2 separate regions of the Arachis hypogaea genome follow, and region 1 is linked to region 2. A link is a contact called in public Hi-C data. All regions are on one chromosome and are shown on one strand. Each heading gives the region's core, a stretch centred on a gene start, on an enhancer-like site or on the middle of the called end of the contact. The rest is flanking DNA. Distances are from core to core; before and after follow the strand shown. Region 1 holds the start of LOC112801225 (polyubiquitin). Region 2 holds the start of LOC114927691 (gibberellin 2-beta-dioxygenase 8).

The links. Hi-C and Micro-C count contacts between places; a contact is called where the count stands out from the background.
Region 1: a Hi-C map of an unstated tissue shows a contact between it and region 2, with 5 times the contacts expected there. The contact joins the promoter of LOC112801225 here to the promoter of LOC114927691 in region 2. A contact is called at or near these places in 3 of 8 Hi-C or Micro-C datasets (leaf and an unstated tissue).

What each region holds. Positions count from the first base shown.
Region 1 is chr5:36,357,383-36,362,261 of arahy.Tifrunner.gnm2.J5K5, forward strand. It overlaps LOC112801225 (polyubiquitin), which reads left to right and starts at 2,950. Exons shown (of 2, transcript XM_025843845.3): 1 at 2,950-4,281; 2 at 4,718-4,879. The coding sequence starts at 4,718. LOC112801224 (tyrosyl-DNA phosphodiesterase 1) reads left to right here. Exons shown (of 15, transcript XR_003201802.3): 10 at 63-166; 11 at 909-962; 12 at 1,049-1,183; 13 at 1,259-1,339; 14 at 1,410-1,545; 15 at 1,619-2,001.
Region 2 is chr5:36,181,322-36,185,829 of arahy.Tifrunner.gnm2.J5K5, forward strand. It overlaps LOC114927691 (gibberellin 2-beta-dioxygenase 8), which reads right to left and starts at 2,361. Exons shown (of 3, transcript XM_029298322.2): 1 at 2,279-2,361; 2 at 1-297. The coding sequence starts at 289.

The DNA.
Region 1 (4,879 bases), core at 1,700-4,199, 180 kb after region 2:
CTCATAATTGAATCTTTAAGTGCTCTTTCCAGACAGCTTCATTGCCTTTTGTTTGTTCTCAGGGCTATGCTGCTGGAAATGCAATTCCAAGTCCTTTTAAAAATGTGGAGAAAGCATTTCTCAAAAAGTATTGGGCAAAATGGAAAGCAGACCATACTGGCCGAAGGTAAATATAATTTATCATACAATGCAATTTACACCTGGGCTAGTTGATATTAACTTTTCTTCTTCATTAAACTTTAGATCCTAAGCCATAGACAAGATAGGATTAGGAATGAGACACTAGAGGACGAGACGGAGTAACACTTATTGTGTAGAGATAGTGGATTCATGCTTTAAATGGTATGAACATAAGTAGAGAATACCCAAGGAGGTCCCACAATAAGAATAAGATCAACCAGAAGTGGTTCAATAGCTAGTGGTGGTCTGGTGGAGGAGACCTAGAAAAAACTATAGGGCCATGGCTCTTTAATATAAACACCTGACTCATGATCAAACATTATACTGCCATTTAATCCTTGTAACCGACTCAACCTGGTGGAATGAAATTTTTGTTGTTTTTGTTGTATTAAAGCTCTTGTAGCCTTCTAATTTAATTGAAATGTTTACCTATTGATGTAACTCTCTCAGACTATAATAATTACCTCTGCAACCCTTGTAAAGAAAACCGTGATCAATTATATATGGAAAATTTTGCTTTACCGCTTGTGGCATGATCTGTTTCCTTCTCAATAGAAAGTATTATTTAGAAACCCCCGTCCTCCCAAGCCTCTTGGCTCTAGTTTTTAAAGCCCCACAAAAAGTCCAACTTGTTGATTCTGACTATGCCTAAATTTTTTATTCGAGAAGATGTACATTTGTGCCTCACAAATTATAATAGTTATTCTTGTGCTTTTTCTATGTTTCAGCCGTGCTATGCCCCATATAAAGACTTTCACTCGTTACAGTGGTCAGAATCTAGCGTAAGAGCTTCACAGGACCAACTCTATGCGGTTCAATTTCTCTTTTGTTTGTTTGAATACGTTGATGCTTATATCATTTACTGCAGTGCTAAGTCGTGCTTACTTGTGAAACTCCCTTCTTCCCAAATAGTTGGTTCTTGTTGACTTCAGCAAATCTTAGCAAAGCTGCCTGGGGAACTCTTCAGAAGAATAACACTCAGTTCATGATTCGCTCATACGAGGTACGTATCCTTGTCATTTGTCAGACACAAGAAAGAATCCCGAATATTTGTATAGTTGATCTCGTTTCATTTCAGTTGGGAGTGCTCTTTCTACCAACGATGCTTAAAAGGGGTGGTGGTGGATTTTCATGTACCAGTAATGTTACACAAACTGAGGTAGCTTATTTGATATGGTTTGGTGCTAGGAAGGGAAAAGAACTCCGATGCTGACATTTAAGAATTACAGGATAAATATGAAGTGAAGAAAGCAAAACTAGTTAGCCTAAGTGGGCTGAGAAGGGAGCAAACACACTCAACATCTCAACTGACCATTCCGTTACCTGTTCCTTACGAGCTCCCTCCCCAACCTTATTCCTCACAAGGTCAGTATTTCTCACATCACATGTTAAAAAGAAGTTGTTATGTATGTCTTCTAATTATTGTTCTCTCATGCAGATGTTCCCTGGTCCTGGGATCGGCGATATAGTAAGAAAGATGTATATGGCCAAGTTTGGCCACGCACGTGAGCTTGCTACTTGCTGTTGCTGCTCTGCTCTAAATGTACATAGTACCATTCACTTTCCTCCTTAGCACCATGCCAGCATTGAGTTATCTATGACAAAGGTCTCTCATTTTTCATTTTTTCTCTCTTTTCATTAGTAGTGTTTATTGTTCAATATCTATCACCTAAAAGAAAAAAAGGGTTCAATACAATTTTAAATTGTAATTACTTGAAAGTGATCAAAGGTTAGATAACTAAGTACTAGAAAATTATGTGGGAACTTTATCGATGGGAGTTGCCAGGGGAATATTCTTAATGATTTATGATTTAGCTAAAATAACGCCTTAGCTCTTTCTCTCTTCGGGTTTCTCTCCCCGGGGGTACAAAAGAGTGAATATTTATCAAGTTTAATTTGTTCACATGGGAGTCACTTACATAAAAATGCTTAAAACATTTTTTTAAAGATATTTTTTAATAATTAAAATTTAACTTATATAATTGATCAAATTGTGTTATTTTTGTCAAAATTAGACCAAACAAACTGATTTGACTGAAAAATCGATAAATCAAATCTTGAATCGATCTAAATGAATATTCTTTTTATAGAAAATGACTATAATATTCTTATTATAAAAAATGACTAAAATATTTTTATTATATATATTAATTTTAAAATTTTTAAATTCTAATTCAATAATGGCATAGAGAGAAGAGAAAGATTAGGATTTAGAGTTTTTAAAATATATAATAGAAATATTTTAAGTCATTTTTTTAATAAGGGTATTATAGTCATTTTTATAAAAACTATTATTTAAATTGGTTCAAGATTTGGTTTATCGATTTTTCGGTTAAATCGATTTATTTCGTCTAATTTTGACAAAAATAATATAGTTTGATCAATTATATAGATTAAATTTTAATTATTAAAAGAATATCTTTAAAAAAAAATACGTTTTTAAGTGTCTTTATGTGAGTGATTCCTATTCACATTATAAGTCAGTGAAAAATTGAACATTAAACTTACATTTCTGTTGACTTTGACTAGTCAATGCTAAGTCGCATTACCAATTTGATAGTTGTGGGAGAAAATTTTCAATTTAATAGTACCTTTTAATAGTTGGTAAAATTTGAAATATTCTATTTTGATCATTCAATTGAATTAAAAGTTTATAATTTTTATTAATGAGTTATAATTTAAATGATATATTTTTTTTATTTTTATTTAAGTGTTTTTGGTTTGAGTTTTATTTTTAACTTTGAAAAAAAAAACTTATAATTTACACAATTTTTTTTACTCTAAATAATTTTTTTTAAAGTTAATATAAGATGCTGAAATACCACGAGTTATAATATAGTATTTCTCAATTTTTTCCTCCAAATTATTTTTTGGTGATAAACGACTTTAAAAATAAAAAAGAAACAAAGTGGATTCACTCAATGTTCTTTCCAGTTGATTATCCGATCCGTTTCTTCCAAGTTAGATCATAATAAGATGGAAAAGTATATGGAACCAACTAATAATCAGTCAAGAATGGAACAACATAATTAATTATAATTAGTTTTATTAATTTATAATTTAATTTGTTTGTTAAATTATTGTTGATCACGTTCAAAACATGAGGGAAGATACGTTAGTGTTAGGAGATAATCACGGAACAGATCTTTTGATCATTCATTAGTTGGTTCTATATAATTAATTATGTTTTATTAATGCGTAACACATGAAACATAAAAATCATATCCAAAACCATCCAATTTACAAGAAAAAGAAACATCCGTATGCCTATCATTAGCAACATCCGATTAAAGTCACCGGTGCTTCTGATTTATCAGTTGGCTGATTCTTGGCTTATATAGAGTTGGTTCCCTAGCATTGTTGTAATAAGATAATAGATAATAATGTGCAATTGTGGATAAGCTTGAAAACTAAATGCCGGTTTTGTGTTCCTGATTAATAATCCTCTAGAGAGATATAGAGAGTAGAGAGAGCAACACGCCAACATCTTTAATTTTGTAAAAAGAATTATGCACCAAATGAAAAATAGAATCTTTCTTTGCAGCCTCAGCTGCCGATTAATGGACAGTGGATCCCACCGTGATAATAAAATCTATAAAAGCCCACTTGCTATTTTTTTATTTTGATTTTTGATTTGGTATACCCCTTTCTCAGCCCACTTGCCAATTACTACAACTTGTGTGGGCCCAAGTATTATGTTAAGGATCCACCTATAATAATAAGATAATAATAACATCTATTACCACAAAAAAAAAGATAATAACGCCGTGGCGGTCAATACGAGAAGAGCGTTTGCGTGGCTTGTTGTTTGTTTGTGATGGGGAGGTCTGAGGTGCCTTAACTCCAACCAACGCCTTCCAATTTCCAACCCTTCACGTCTGGCCAAACATTGCCGTGTCTATAGTGTCAATTGACACCTCAACCGTACACGTGTCACAAACTGATAAGGTAATCGGTCACCCTCTTTCTGTTGCGTGAATAAGGCGGACACCTCTTTATGCTATAAAGGAACGTCCAGACCCTATTGTTTCTTCACAATTCTCATTTTCATTCTCAAATTCTCATTTTCATTCTCTCTCTGTTTGTCCGAAATCCTTCAAGGTACCTTCCTCCTCTTTCTCTTTGCTTTTGATTCTGGTTCCCTTTAGTTACATCTGTAGGGTTTTGGCATTTCTTCTTAAGCGCCAATATGATCGGTTTTAGATTCGTTATGTTATGTCTTTTGTTGCCTCGTTCCTCGGAAATTTTCTCTAGATCTGTTTATACTGCAATGATTTATGATATTTAATTGTTAAATCTGATCGGTTTTGATCACGCTTTTATACTGCAATTTTTAGTTGTTCTCTGAAAGATCGAAGGCCTTTGTTTCGGATCGTAAATTTTCTGAAAAAATCTGAGATCAATTGTACCAATTTTGGTTATAGGTTTTTTTTTTTTATCCGTTGTTGATCCTGATTCATCTGTTTATGACGATGCGAATTTTAATGGATGTTTCCTTAACTAGTTTCTTATTTAATTGTTGTTAACGATGATGCAGATGCAAATCTTCGTGAAGACCCTCACTGGAAAGACCATCACTCTCGAGGTCGAGAGTTCCGACACCATCGATAACGTCAAGGCAAAAATTCAAGATAAGGAAGGGATCCCACCGGATCAGCAACGTCTGATCTTCGCCGGAAAGCAACTCGAGGACGGCCGC
Region 2 (4,508 bases), core at 1,111-3,610:
AAGGTTCCTTGAAGGCCTTCTCCTGCTGCCACCTCAGCCTTTTCAGTATGTCGCCGGAGATGCCGTGCTTCACAACCTGGAAGAATCCCCACTCCTCAGAAGCCCTAGCTATCTGTGACTTGCACTCTTCCCTCGCCAACTCCTCACTCGCTTCTAAGAGGCTCAGATCTATCACCGGAAGCTCGCATTCCTCAACCACCACCACCTCATTATTATTCCTCATATCTTCTTTCTTCTCCAACAAGTTCTTGTATGCCTCCATGAACGGTGGGTCCCAAATGGATGCCATATAGTTTGCTGCACTTAGAGAAAGGTGATGAATGGGGGAGAGGGAATGTTATGTTTATATGTTCGAATTAAAGAAAGGGAAAAATAATTTCTTTGAAGAATTGAAATAACAGAGAGATATATATACGGACAAATCGACTTTTTGGTTTCTTTTTATTTCGTCTTTGATGAAAACGCTTTAGGCTTTGGAGACAAAGGTAGTTTGCATGTCTTTTTGTTCAGAAAAATTAAACGAGTGATCAGAGATGCTGCTCGCCTTTTTTAATTCTTTTTTTTTTCACACTATATATATATATATATATATATATATATATATATATATATATATATATATATGTTTAATTTTTAATTCCAACTACGACTTCTGGTGACAAAATAACATCCGATTCCTTTAACTTTGATAGATTATTCTCCAAAAATCATACGATCTTCATTACTTTTCCATGAGTTAAACTTCTCATCACTAGCTTGCTTAACTTGCTGCTATATTTAACTTTCAAGAAGTCACAGTACACCAGCAGAAAACAAATTCTACAAGTTACTAAGTACAGTAACAATGCCATAATTTTAATAATGTTATATAAACAAAAGATAGAGGGAAATAGGTACCATATAGTTGTTTAAATTTTGGGTTGAAGACTACAGTGGATGATTAGGGCCCTCAGTAACTTGGTGGTCTCCGAACCGTGTTTATTTGCTGGCTTTTTTTTTTTTTTTTTGGTATGAATTTCAATTCCACAACCTAACTAGAAAGATACAAATAATTACGGACGTTTATGTTTGTGTGCTGGCTAGCAATATGTAATATCTATGGTGCAAAATACGTATATATCTAGGAATAAATAGAGTAGATAGAGTTGCGTCTCCACCTAGGTAAAAGTTTACAAGGAAAAGAATTTCCACAAGGCACGGTAACAATAATAACAAAGTTGCATTTAATTTCTATATAGGGTCAAATAAATAGTGGCTGGACGGATTCGGATTTTTCTGTCTAGTGTGCCTAGATACTAGCCATCTTATCCGCTCATCTTGAAAACATTTATGCAAGTACACCATATAACACAGCAGGGAACCACTGTTACACTGTATTTATTTACACCGCCACTACTTTTGTTATTCTGACATGCATATATTAAAATATAGCAGAAAGCTTAATTAGTCAAATTGAAGAACATAATAAACTAGCTAAACTATATTCTTCATTTTACACTAGGAATAAAGTCATCATCACATGAATGTGTGTGCACACTGCACACATAATAATGATCAATTACCAGCAGCTATTGCTACTGATATTCCACATGTATGTTTATGTGGCTAACAGAATTTATATAAAACTATATGTATAATTAAAATTCCAGACCATAAGTTGACACATTCACATGGTCACATTTTTCTAGTTAGAATTAATGGTCAAATATTCAAACCTAGTGACTTGATCTGTTGACTTTTGAGTGAGTTTAAGAATCATATTATAAGTGCAAGTTGAAGAATTTACTTTCAAGACATTACCAGATCGATGCTAGAGTAATATTGGTTCAGCAAACAGTATTCAAGCTGTAGTCTTATTATATTATATTATTGTAGACAATTAGAGTTATTTTTAAATAAAATTGATAATTAAAAATTATAAAATAATTTAATATATTTAGTTAAATTATTATTTAACTATTTTTAGATATCAACTTGATATAAATACATGTGTACGTAAATTTCTATCTTATATTATATGCATGGATACTAACAACACTGCACACAAATCCATTGTTAGTTTAACAACAATCTTCAGCTTACCATGAATTCTTGCGGAGTGAGCACAAGCAGAAAGAGAAAGGATTTTACGTGCATGATGCTTAGAATAATAATTCAGCTATTGTTATAATAACTTAAAATAGACATTAACACTAGCAAATACGTTAGGGAAAGAATTAAATTGATTAAATAAGCACACAATATCCAGAGACTATATATTTTCATATATATGACTAACCTGCTAGAAAACGCACTTAGAGAAGAGAAAAGAAGAGAAGAGTATATAGTAGGTAGTTATACGTTTGAACACATTTCAAGTTGGGGTGCTATATGTACCATAACTAATGATTTATAGGCAGAAATACCGTAAATAATTTTGAATGCATGATACTGCAGAAAGGACATTTAGATTTTAGATGATTGAAATTTTATGCTAAGGAAAAGACCACGCGGCTCATGCTGTATCAGACAAAATATATCTAGTATAGTATTCCCCTTGGTTTTACTTCTTTAATTTTTTTCAATAATTTTTACTTGTTTTACTCTACAAATAAATCCAAAATACATACCAATCAATTTTTTTACCTCAGTCTCAAAAGTATCCAATGATTGCTCTATATATTATTCAAGGATTGATTCATTGATTAGACACAAATAAGAAATTTATTGTTTCGTCTCCAGTTTTACTTTTTGGAAAATCAGCAGCATTTGTCAATTCCTTATAATAATTAAACCAATCATGAATGTCTTTTTCATTGCATAGTGATCAGATAGAAAACTCAAGAATGATTTGCTTAAAAAAAGAGAATTATTCCATACAATGATAAGCACCTATATTTAGTTAAAAACTTATACAATAATTAAGGAAAACATTTTTTTTAGAAAAATCTCTTAATTATAATAGTATTCAGGAAGACACTAGGAGTTCATCATGACCTAATAATAGAAAAGTTCATGGTGATTAATATAAAATAATAATTTGACTGTGATGAAATTCTACTGTGATAGTATTTTTTTTTTTTGCATAAAAGATATATATATATATATATATATATATATATATATATATATATATATATATATATATATATATGGGTCAAATGAAAATAGAGGTAAGTAGAAATTTGATGTATGGTGTAGAGGAGAAAGTGATTGGTTTAATTAATTAGCAGAGGAAGAATAGATTGATAAAAATGGGGAGGCAATATTGAGGAAGTGAAAAATAGAGGGCATGTGAAAGGGTGTGGAAAACGCAGCGGGGCCATAGGGAAATGAGGGAGTCCATGTCGGCACCCAAACGTGGCTCCATCTTGGGTCACATGCACGTCAACATTTGGGGCAATGCCATGTGCGTTGCTTTTCAGTTTTCATTACCAATTCTAGAACCACGACTTCACTGCCAAGGATCCATCTCAATAACTTAATAATCAAACATATTGCATGCCCAATTCCATCACCACTCTGCAAATTATGCATACGTTGATGCGCTAACGTGGCTCGCTTCATCGCGAAGTAATTATATATTATGCCTGCGATCCACCCTGCTTACCACGTTTTCTTGGGAATAATAATTATAACAGTATTTGGCCCCAGCTCCCATCAACATAAATTAAAAACGATTTGTATGTATGTAACAACAAATAGCTAGCAAGCATAATGCCTAAGCCTAAAATATAATGAATGAACGATATTTAATTTGAGTGAGCTAGCTAGCTAGGTAGGCAGGGTACACTTAATTCCAGCGTCTTCCTAGCGTTTGCGATTGGCATGGCATGGCATCTGTTGTCATTCACACATAACTTCTCATTAGAAATGTGGACAAGATATATCACCATGCAATCAATAATTAGTAGTATTAGTGGAGTAGCAAATTAATAAAAGCTAAGCGAGAAGAATAATAGTGGTGCATATATAATTAAGCTGATATTTCCAATAAAGAGTAGGCACACTATACAGGGAATTCTATCTATATGGTACATCCATGATATGTATGCGATCATTAATCAGTGGTAAGGGGGGCAGGGTCGGTGGACGCACCAGATATGCATGCATGTAGCATGCAATATAAACACGAAATAAATAAATAAAGAAAAAGGAAAATATGTGGAAATTAGAAGATCACAATGGAAGCTATTTTAATTTTTTTGGGGGTGGTGTGGTTTCTGGCCCTCCCCTTATTAATTATTTATGGCTACACATTCGTTGGTTGTATCAAAGTCCTTTCGTGGAGACTATACGGGCATATATATGTACACGTTTTCTGTCTCAAATTTGGCCCTGGCCCCTGCCCCTGGCGAGTATGTGTTAAAGCATGTGCACGCCTCTACGTACCCCCACGCGCCCATGACCCATATTCTCTGATACTAGTACTACTCACTCGATCACTATTTTGCAATTTAACTTGTTTATTCACAAGTTACTTTCAATGAAATATGAAAAGGGACCATACATACATGCATGTTCAACAG